2 separate regions of the Mus musculus genome follow, and region 2 is linked to region 1. Evidence: chromatin contacts called from public Hi-C data. All regions are on one chromosome and are shown on one strand. Each heading gives the region's core, a stretch centred on a gene start, on an enhancer-like site or on the middle of the called end of the contact. The rest is flanking DNA. Distances are from core to core; before and after follow the strand shown. Region 1 overlaps Gm15286 (a long non-coding RNA gene). Region 2 holds the start of Mier3 (MIER family member 3).

Evidence for each region. Hi-C and Micro-C count contacts between places; a contact is called where the count stands out from the background.
Region 2: a contact with region 1 is called in a Hi-C map of centroblasts, with 1.5 times the contacts expected there. The contact joins the promoter of Mier3 here to the enhancer-like site in region 1. A contact is called at or near these places in 1 of 15 datasets of contacts at CTCF or cohesin (CD8 T cells), 9 of 484 Hi-C or Micro-C datasets (B cells, the G1E-ER4 cell line, LSK cells and 6 more), 5 of 115 datasets of contacts at active chromatin or transcription factors (CD8 T cells, the SCID.adh cell line and embryonic stem cells) and 3 of 9 other capture datasets (adipose tissue, liver and pancreatic islet).

What each region holds. Positions count from the first base shown.
Region 1 is chr13:111,629,914-111,635,723 of GRCm38.p6, reverse strand. All of the region lies in intron 2 of Gm15286 (a long non-coding RNA gene), which reads right to left. Among named protein-coding and RNA genes, the nearest start is that of Gm15286, 53 kb to the right of the region's middle. Within about 2 kb of position 1,378, at least 71 of the 459 cell types and tissues checked have an H3K27ac peak or open chromatin away from gene starts, as enhancers often do. A contact at or near this core is called in B cells, CD8 T cells, the G1E-ER4 cell line and 3 more, where this site is marked.
Region 2 is chr13:111,682,000-111,687,533 of GRCm38.p6, reverse strand. Mier3 (MIER family member 3) reads right to left here and starts at 1,356. Exons shown (of 13, transcript NM_172593.3): 1 at 1,180-1,356. The coding sequence starts at 1,188.

The sequences.
Region 1 (5,810 bases), core at 129-2,628:
TTTGGAAAACTCACAGGCAAGAAGAGCCTGAAGAGAAGACAACAGACAACTTTCCTGAATGTGGCCCAGGACAGAAAAAAAGACACCAGATAAAAACTTGGGGAAATTAGGTGCATTAATTAAAATCAATTATGACATACAATTTATCGACTTTGGAGAGCATGTTCATAAGGAGGGAGGATGTATAGAAAATGGTCTGTTGCAGCTGGGCGTGGTGGCACACACCTTTAATCCCAGCACTCGGGAGGCAGAGGCAGGCGGATTTCTGAGTTCGAGGCCAGCCTGGTCTACAGAGTGAGTTCCAGGACAGCCAGGACTATACAGAGAAACCCTGTCTCAAAGAAAACAACAACAAAAAACCCAAAAAAGGTCTAACCTTATTATTTTTCAGTAAAGTTGAGTTTATTTGTAAATAAATCTTTTTTTTTTGTGTGTGTGATGTGGTTATTTACTAGCAAGTTTCCATAATAAAGTTCATCAAACATATCATTCTTTGTATTATATTTCGTTTTAGAGTATAATGTTTTGTATTTACTTCACAAGTACGACATTTATGTATCTTTACATGAGAACATGGACCTCCATGAGATGGAATCAGTAACTTGAGCAAGTGTGAATTTTAATACCCCAAGAACTGCTAATGATGGGATGGAAATTAATGCTGTTGCCATTTTGTCTTTGTGGTCACCATCTGTTCTCATATAGAAACAACCTCGTCCCTTGGGGAATCACCTAGCTAGTAGATAACTGATAGTTGTATACAAAGATACTGGAGGATCCCCAAAGGGGCAGGAGAGAAAGTTTCTCCTCTTCTTGCCCCATGTTATAGGTGCAGGGCTGCCTGATACGCACAGGTGCAGCGAGCCAGAGTCTTGAAACAGGAACCACCGGCTTCCCCCAACGTCCCCCTCAGTCCCCGGGCGGCCGGGGGGGGGGGGGAGAGTATGCTACAAACTTCCTTCTCCCCTTCCCTGCTGTTTCTTGGCAGGAAGTGGTTAAGGGACCATTTTCAGGTCAGTCAGTGACACCCTCCTGGTGAACCTTAGTGGGTAGAAATAAGATGTTCTGAACTTCTATTTCTAATTGGCTGCCATCTATGCTGCAAATAAAGCTGACATAAGGAAAACGAGGCCCAGGAGGATTGTGGGAAACTAGAGTTGAAGCCACATTTGTATCTTCACCTGGGCACTGTCCCAGAGACGGGAGGCGCTGTTAAACTGTTACTTTCAAAGTCATCCCAATACCTACCACAATAGGAAATGAAGGGGTGTGTGTTCCCTCTCCCTGTCCTTTAGAGACTCGGGGTGTACAGATGCCCAGTTTAATCAGTTTGTCAAGACTTCCCAGTGCCCCTGTACTGCAAACGGGACACACTCAGAGAGAAACAAGCAGGACAGGGTGGTGGCGGCTCCTCCCGACTGCCCTTGCACCCTGGGCCATGGCTGAGTTTATCTCTACAGCCTTCTTATCAGCTCTATTAACTATGTAGTATTCTTCCAATACTTGCTTCTCCGATTAAAGTTACTTGAAATCTATTGCTGCTGTTTGCAAGCAAGAACCTCTGCTTACCACCAGGCCATGGACCTTAGTGGCCAAGCATGCATGAAGTCGGAGGTTCAGTCTCTGGTTTCAGAGGTCAGGGAGCTTGTATATGAAATTCTCAAATAATAAAAAAAAAAAAAAAAAAAAGGAAAAAAGAAATTGAAAAAAAAAAGAACCTTTTGTTTTGTTTTTCTTTTTGAACAATGTGAAAAAGACTTTTCAATAATGAATGGTTTCTCTAGCCTCAAGTGGGACAAACAGAATATATATATATATATTGTGTGTGTGTGTGTGTGTGTGTGTTAAATGTTGAAAGACTCTCTCACAAAATAGTCAGAGAACTCAGTGGAGGGGGGAACCCCTTTTTCTCATGGGGTAAGGGAAGGGAGTCAGATCAGGCCTTACATAGAAGTAGCAGAGGGTGAAGCGTTATGAGACCATCAAAATTTTATAAGAGAGAGAGAGAGAGAGAGAGAGAGAGAGAGACTTGTGTGTAAATAGAAAAGTGTGAAAAAAAATACATGCTGAGATTGAGCCTGAGCTGAGAATAAGATCTTTTAAGTGTGAACAAAATTAGACCTAAGATTAAAGAGAGGCCTGCAAGATGGCTCAGTGGGGAAGGCACTGGCCTTGTGAGCCCAATTACTTGGGTTCCATCCTGAAACCCATGTAAAGGTGGACAAAGAGAGCCAACTCTTGCACATCGTCCCCTGATCTCCATATCATGGTATGAGTACCTATACTCATACATGTGTATACAGCATACACACATACAGCATACACACATACATACATACATACATACTTACATATGGAAGAAAATTTAAAAAGACAAGAAGGAGTAAATAAACACTTATTGAGGAGAAAATAAAAAGAATAGATGAAGAAAGGTTTTGGAAGTAAAGTTGGATAACTGGGTAAAACAAGTTCTTAAAGTGCCTCAGTTGGCCTTCCAGGGTGTTTTAGAATTATTCTAGTCTGAATTCTCTCCTGTGTAGTAGTGAGCTGTCCCAAGATTTGGGAGTGGACAAGGCAGCCAGGCTGAGCAGTGGAGTGGAGAGCAAAACTCCAGCCCCAAGGACAGTCACTGAAAACAGGGCAAAAAGTATGGATTCTTCCAGGTTCTCACAGCTTTGTGCAGATGGAGATGGAGCAAGGCAAATGAGAGCCATATGGGGAAATGGAAAACAAATATCAACATGGCAAATTCAAATCGAACTGCATCAACAACTGGAAGCCGTAAATGTTTAGACACCCTAATTAAAATACAGAGAATCTAACCTATCAATATTGGCTTATAAGCTGTGCTGTGGACCGAGTCTCGTGCTCTTTAAAATTCATTTAAACCCCTGACTTCCCAGAGTAGCTGTGTCTGGGAACAGCAGAGATATGATATATGATGTACACACACACACACACACACACACACACACACACACACACACACATTATAATATATAAATATATAAAATGTATTCACCATTGCTCTCTTCAGACATACCAGAAAAGGGCATCAGACCCCATTGCAGATAGTTGTAAGCGACCACGTGGTTTCTGGGAATTGAACTCAGGACCTCTGGAAGAGCAGTCAATGCTCTTAACCACTGAGCCATCTCTCCAGCCCCAGGCGATATGATCTTTAGGTTGGGAGAGAGTCTTGTAGTTAGTGTGGCTCTGAGGGTGAATTCCTAACTCGATGCAACTGTGACCTTAAAAGAAATTCTCTTCTCTCCTCTTCACAGCAAGGTCCAAACCAGCTAAAGACATATGACAAGATACTGTCCCAAAACCAAAAACAAAATAAAGAGAATGTAAAGTTAAGGAATACCACTGGAAATAAAGGTGTGAATTCCTAACAAGAGTCCAGTCCATCATAAGTACATTAATCTTAAACGTCTATGTGCTCAATAACAAAGCTTTAAGTAGACGCGAAGAGAGTGGGCATGATGGCACACACCTGTAACACCTGTAAGCAGGGGTCTGAGTCAAAAGAATAGGAAGTTGGAGGCCAGCCAGTGTTACACAGTGAGACATGACTCAAGAAACAACAACAACAATATAACAGATAGAACTACAAGGAACAATAGCCAAATCCACAATTATAGTCAGAGATTTTATTAATCCAATTTCAGCAGTTAATAAAAGTGAAGAAAAAGTCAGTAAGAACACAAGACTAAAACACTTACTAACCAACATAACCAAATTTATGTTTACAGACCACTCAAATCCCAAGCAGGAGATTTCAATACATACATAGTAATTAGCAAGAGACACTATCTTGTACACAAAATACTAATCTTTGCAAATTTTATTTTATGAAAATTTGTATTGGACTCGTTGGTCTGTGTGTGCATGGGTGTGTGCATGGTTGTGTGCATGCAGATACACGTGGGTGCCATATCTCACGAGTGGAAGTCTGAGAACAGCTTATGGAAGTCAGTTCTGTCCGTCGTCTACCATGTAGATTCTGAAGCCCAAGCTTAGATTGCTGGGCTGGGCAGCACGTGCCTTTACCATACTGGGCCATCTCATCAGCCCAAGCCTTGACAAATCTTAAATGAGTCATGTCACAAAATGAAACTGGAGAACTCAGACATTACCTTGTCCCAAGATTTGCTGGGGATCCAGGGTGGTAAGTTATCAAGAGAGACAGCTGACTGAAACTGACGCAGACAGACGGCACACTCTCTAGACTGAGGGGCAAAAAGACCACAGTGGAGAAACAATGGCTTCCCCACCATCCTTGCTGGAGCACTTGAGGGATCACAAGCACGGATGAATTGTGGCCAGATTTCACACAGCAGCGTAGTCATCACTGCAAAGCCCAAATACCAAAACATCTACAGGAAAACAAGAGGACCCCATTCCCACCTCATGTAAAGCAATTGTGACTTAGATAGGAAACAAAGAAATTAACATCAACTGCACTGAACCTAAATGTCTGTTCTTTCAGAGATGTTAAGAAAATGAAAAGCCACAGGCTGCTGGAAGGGAAATGTGAATCGTGATTATGGTAAAAGTTTAATACGCAGAGTGCTTAACTAAACTCAACAATAAGAATTGCAAGCTGGGAGATGGCTCAGTCAGTAAAGTGCTTGTCACTCAGCCAGGAGGAGCTGAGCTTGGTCACCAGCACCGACATGCAAGCCAGTTATGTTGCCACATGCCTATATGCACATACACATGCATGTACACACAAAATAAAAATGTGTGAATAAAAACTTTCATCTTAGAAAAAAATGCAGGCAAAAGTCAGGTATAATGGCATACCTCGTTAACCACACCACTCAGGAGACAAAGACAGGCTGAGCTCTGTGTGTTTGAGGCTAGCCTGGTCTAAATAGTGAGTTCTGGGACAGCCAGAACTACATAATGAGTCCCTGCCTTGAAATGAAACAAAACAAAATACAGGCAAAGACCTAAAGTGTTATTTGGATTTTTAGGTTGTTTTTTGGGACAGGGTTTTGTACTATAGCTCAGGCCGGCCTGAAATTCACTATGTACCCTAGGCTGGCTTTAAACTCATGGCAACCCTTCTCCTTTGGCTTCTCCAGTGTTGGGATCACTACGTCTGGCTCAAATTGATGCGTGTGCACCTGTGCTTCTAGGAGCAACAGACAAAACAATCAAAATTTAGAAATAAGTGCACATCAGGAAATGAATAGATAAACCACAATACTCTTCAGGATTAAAAAGGAAAGATCTCATGATACATAGTGCTGCACAAATGATCTATACGGCCTGCAAGCTATATGAAATAAGGCAGGTACAGGAGAAGATGGATGTCAGCTGGGCATGGTAGCACACAATGCCAGAACTCTTCTGGTAGAGGTAGGAGGATCAAAAGCAGGCCAGCCTTGGAACCCTGGACTCCACGAGGCTTTGTATTAACAAACAAAACAAAACAAAACAACAAACAAACTAACTAAACTAAAAAAGGCAAGAGCCAGCCAAGTGCAGGGCACACATCCTCTATAGCACCAGCAATTCCAGAGGCGGGGGCAAGAGGATGCCTTGAGCACAGAAGTTCTAGGCCAAACTGGGCACCATACTGAGACCATATATCCTAAAATAAGTATTTAAGCGCCACATAGTCTATGTAATCCTACTCACATGAGCCTTAAGAGCAGTGAAGTTCGCTGAGACACATGGGAGACTGCTCTCACCAGAGGCTGGAGCAGCGGAGGAGTGGAAGTCACTGCATAATTAGGTTTCAGTGTGTAGGGAGAAGTTTTAGAAGTACAATGTGAGCGCTCTCAATAACACTA
Region 2 (5,534 bases), core at 107-2,606, 52 kb before region 1:
CCGGGAAGCCGAAGCCAGAGCTTACCCGGCTCGCAGCATCAATCCTTCATCCCGGGCATCTCACGAGTCCCCCGACTACAGCAGCTCACCCAGCTCTCCGCTGGCCCTAGAGCAACTCCTCGAAACGCAACCCCGTCCCCTAGGAGGGTCTCACCCTCTGAGACACACACACACAGCCTGCCCTTGGAGTGCGCGGGCGCCCCAACTCCAGGGTTTGTCGACTGCCCCAAGCGTAGGCCAGCTCGACCCTGACACTGGTCCCCAACCCAACGCGGGAGCACCCTCCCGCCCCCACCTCCCCACCCCCACCCACCAGCCGCTGAGGTCGGAGGAGCCGCGACCACTGAGTCTGGGACCAGCCGGGTCCTCCCCCGGGGGAGCGGTCGGTCCCCGGCCCGCCAGCTCGGCCCTAGCACACACAGCTCGCTCCTGCCCAGCCCCGGTGCTCCCATCACGCCGCCCCCTCCCCCAGCTTGCCCGTCCCAGGGGAGCCCGGTGCCCGGCAGCCCGGGTCGCCCGGTGCCCCCCCCCCCAAGTCCGGCCCGGGGTAAAGAGACTCTCGGGCCGCTCGGCGGGCGAGGGCGTCGAGGTGTGGGTCGGTCTCTGCGCCCGGGGACGCCGCACCTCGCAGGCTTCGGGGTAGAGAGTCCCGCTCCGCTCCCGCTGGCCTCGGAGCCCCCGGTCAGGAGAGGCGGCGGGCGGCCGGATTGCCGAGGGCCGGGTCGGCTCACTCCGGCGGGGCAGTGGCGCAGCCCGCTCTCCGCGCTGCATTCCAGCCGCCGACCGAGGATCGGCCGCTCTCCACCCACCCCGATCCCGGGAGGAGGCGCCGAGCGAACGGCGGCCCGCGTCAGCCGCCCCGGCCACGGCCCGGAGGCTACCCCGGCCCGAGGCTCGCCGCCGCCGCCCTCCGCCGCCCGGCCCCGCCGCCCGGCCCGGCCGGGGTCGGAGCCGCCGCGGCCTAGTCCCGAAGGGAGACCGCTCCCGCGCCCGCTCCCGCCCCTCCGGCAGCCTCGCCGCGCCTCGCCGCCGCCCCGCGCCCCCCATCCCCCGTCGCCGCCGCGCCGCCTTCCGAGGACCCGCGGGAGGAGCCGTGGCTCTCGGGCCGGCTGCGGGGCTTCGGAGGGCCGCCCGGCTCCCGCTCCAGCACGGCCGCCGCTGCCCGGTTTCTCCGCTCACCTCCGCCATATTGGTACCTTTAGGGCGAACGAGCAGCGCCGAGCCCAGTCCCCGGATGGGGCGCCTGAGCCAATCGCAGCCGCCGCCGCCGCTGCCGCCGCCGCGGCCCGCCAGGCACCCGCCCGGAGGCAGAGGCGGCTCGGCCCCTTATAGGGCAGGCCGGCCCGCGACGCCCCCGGCCCGCTCGCACACCCACGCCGTCCGGCGCTCCCGCGGCCGCCGCTCCTGCACGCGCCCGCCCCGCGCGCCCACGGCGCTCTGCCCCGGCTGGAGTAAAGTTCCAGCTGAACTGCGGGCGAGCGCGGGGACCGGCCGGTGGGTGCGGTGGGGGGGCCGGAGGGAGGGAGGGAGGGAGGGAGGGCGAGCCCGGGGCGGGGGAGGAAGGAGGGTGGCGGGAGACTCGGAGGAGGACTCGACGGACTTTCCCGAAGTGAGAAGAGTACGCGATGGCAAGTGAGCGAGCCGCTGATGGGCAAAAGAGGAGAGAGACCCGGACAGGAAGCAGGACGGCTAGGCACCTGCAGGAATGGAATGCGCATCGGCGTTCAGTGGCTTGGAGTGAACTGTGGAAGTAGACATTTGCCAGACAGGCTCTGGAAGATGATGGCAATTCAGAAGGCAGAAAGACTGACAGACGGAGCCAGACATGATGAGCGTGCTTGCGCGACATTCATAGCCTGTACACTTTTTTTTTTTTAAAGACCAGTTCTAGGAGTTATTAATCACAAATAGTCTAGAAGATGACCCGAAGATATACACTTGATAAACCTTTTAAAAAGCAGAGTGTCAAAGACCCTGAACCAAATTGCAAAAACTGCCTCTCACACCTACCTCGGGGGTAAATAAAAACAACATTGTTTGAGATTATACATACAATAAATGTGGTCTCCTGGATAAGTGGATACATGGAAGAGAGAGAGAGACTTAGCAGATGTATCTGTTTCTGCATAGGCTTCAAGAAATAATCCTGTGTATGAAAACAGATCCATGAGAAGATAATATACAAACAGGAAGGTGTGCTAAGACCTTACAGGGGCTTAGAGTGTCCGTGAAGACCAGAGCTCTCCTCCCAGATGCCTGCCAGGAGCTTGTAATAAATATTAATGGCAAAATGAGGTTTGCACTGTAGCTTCATAAATTTAAGCATTTTTAAGATGCTAAAACTTTTCATAACTTTAAACCTTAATTACACTGTTCAGGTTTGAGCCTAGGGTCTCCAATTCCCTCACTGGATGAGGATGGAGATGGGTTATGGGAAGAAGCAACGGTTACTTTTAAAGAGGATTACCAAGGCAAAAAAAAAAAAAAAATCAACCTAAAAACACGGGTAAAAGTTATTTATTCGTGGAAATTTTACAGAAGAAAAAAGTCACTCAACTTCAAAACATCCAAAAGACATGGAAAATTACACTTCCCCTACTGTGAATGATATCACAAACTTTTGTCCAATCAAATAACTCAAAAACAGGCTTGGCACATGTTGTCCCTACCATCTTCAACGAGGCGTTCAAAGTTGTAAAAGTTAAAAAACAAAACAAAACAAAAAACCCTGTGGCTTGAAATGGAGCAGAGTGACCAGGGTTAGTGAGGGGCAGTGCGCACCCACACCCTCTGATAAAGCCAGAAAGCACTGCTCAGCAGCTCGGCTCCAGCCAGGTAGCCAACAGCCTGCCCCTTATTTACATCATAAAAAAAAAAAAGTTTCATCCTACAAATTTATCACATCCTCACAAGTGTGGCCTTAGATTCTCCTGGCCAATTCTGAGAAATATATGGCCTTGCAGTTCTCCATGAACAGAGTAGTAAGGTTTCTTCAGGTTCTCTTGACATTTTGACAGCTTTGACGAATTGTATTGTATATAAGCAAAACTTGAAAAGGTAACCAGGGAGCCTGGGCTTAAATATTAGAGGTCTCAATTTTATCAAATCCATGAGCAAAATAACAAAATTTCAGAAAGCAGTCATGATAGAAATAGCAGCAGCTGCAACTTCTGCAAGTGTCTGTTTGCCTGGTTCTTAGAAACCTCATCAAACTCTCCACGAGTCTGGAAAGTCATTATCATACTCTCCAGTAGCAAGAGGTGCTTTTCCATCCACAGTTTGGGCAGAGCTCCAGCCGGTCTCCTTTATCACAGCCTGCACCAAGCTGGTGTAGGCTGCAGCTGCTTTGTCTCAGCATGGCCTAGAACGGTGGAGGCCTTTGCTGCCAGGGATGCCTGAACTTTAGGGTTGTTAAAATGGAGCCCTCTTTATAAACACGTTCACCTCTTCAATACCAGAGAAACTGTTCACCCCTAACTTCTTTAAGGAGAACTGCATTTTTTTTTTTTTAAATCATCTGTCAGTGGCTCCTTTCCCACCAATGCACAATTGGACCTACAGTTTTTTTCTGGTTCACGATCTTTCCTTTCATCTTGTTGGAGTAGAAATGGAGTCACACTGGGGACTAGGGGTTCATTTGGGGGAGGGGGGTTCTCAGGTAGACCAGCTGAGACAAAGCACACACAAGCCAGGACACGAGCCAGCAGCTCAAATTAGCAGATAAAGCAAACAGCTTTCCCACTGTTCATCACTAGAGAAAGACGTTTGCTACCCCACCTTCACCACCCCTATTCAATAAAGCTACATAGATGGATCTTTCATTCTTTTTAACAAGACTTCCAAGTGTTGGTTGGGATAAAATGTCCTTTCCTTCCCCTGACTTGAAATAAGTGTTTGTGTCATTGCTGCTTTACAGTACTTTGTCACTGAACAACAGGTGCCATTATATAGACGGTCCTACACGGGTGTCTATGACACAGACGTGCCTGCAGGTCAGACACTATATATAGGACCACCATGAAAGTCCATGTTCCCCAACGACTATGGGTAAAGTAATTCGTATAGGTGACAGATGGAGTGAGAACAAGGGAACTTAAAACTAAATAAACTAAATAACAGTACCCTGTATGAATCACAATGTACGAAGACTTCCAGTCATCTTTAGAAAAACATAAATGTAAAAACAGAGAAAGGGCGAACCAATGAAATTAACTGGACCAGGAGGCTGACACCATAGAGAAGATGGGGAATACAGATGCTGCAGGAGAGCATAGAGCATGACAGGTGCACTGGAAATGCTGCGGCTCCACACATTTCAACACCAACAGTAAGTAAAACTGGTTATTTGATCCTTGTCATCTTTGAGAAGATACATGGAAATTCTTCAGCAGAACAGATTGTCAGCATACTTTAAATGTCTTGCCCGGGCCATACATTAATAGTAATTTCGGGAGCCGGGCGTGGTGGCGCACGCCTTTAATCCCAGCACTCGGGAGACAGAGGCAGGCAGATTTCTGAGTTCAAGGCCAGCCTGGTCTACAGAGTGAGTTCCAGGACAGCCAGGGCTATACAGAGAAACCCTGTCTCAACCCCACCCCACCCCCACCCCCAAATAGTAATTTCGGGAAATACCCTCTTCCTTTGCCAGGGCTTCAAAAGCACTAGCCAGTTTTGTGACCTGTTTTGTGGAGTTTTCATCACGAAACTACTCTGAAAATGGTTTGTGGTAGCGTTACAATAATGCAATATCAATATTTAGCTGTCTAGAGACACCCTCTGACCCAAGGGAAAATAATGAGCTGCCCAAACTTTATGCCTCCAATTAAAAGTGCCTATCAGTCAAGCATAACCAACAAAGGAGTGAGGCTGACTGGTGTAGACAAAAGCCAGAGACAGCAAATGCAGACGTGGTCTATGCTGCCCGGCAGAATGGCAGCAAAGCCTCAACCAACTGGCTCTTGACCCGTGAAAAGGTGGAGCCAGAAGTTAAGTAAATCCCAGGAGCAGCTAAGAAGCAAATTTATGTGACGTTTCTTGTTTGGTTTTTTAAGTTTGTCAACTAAGAAAACAAAAAAGACTAGGTGCTGTGTATATACTTGTCTCAGCAAAAACGATCTTGACCCCAGGAGTCCAAAGCCCAAGTAATGTGGCAAAACTCAGTCTCAAAAAAACCAACCAGCCTGGCATGGTGGCACACTCCTTTAATCCCAGCACTCAGGAGGCAGAGGCAGGCAGATTTCTGAGTGTGAGGCCAGCCTGGTCTACAAAGTGAGTTCCAGGACAGCCAAGGCTACACAGAGAAACCCTATCTCGAAAAACCAAAAAAAGAAAAAAACAAAAACAACCAAAGTGCCAGGCAGTGGTGGCCCACGCCTTTAATTCCAGCACTTGGGAGACAGAAGCAGGTGAATTTCTGAGTTCGAGGCCAGCCTGGTCTACAGAGAGTTCCAGGACAGCCAGGGCTACACAGACAAACTGTGCCTTGAAAAAAAAACCAAACCAAACCAAACCAAACCAACCCAACCCAAACACCC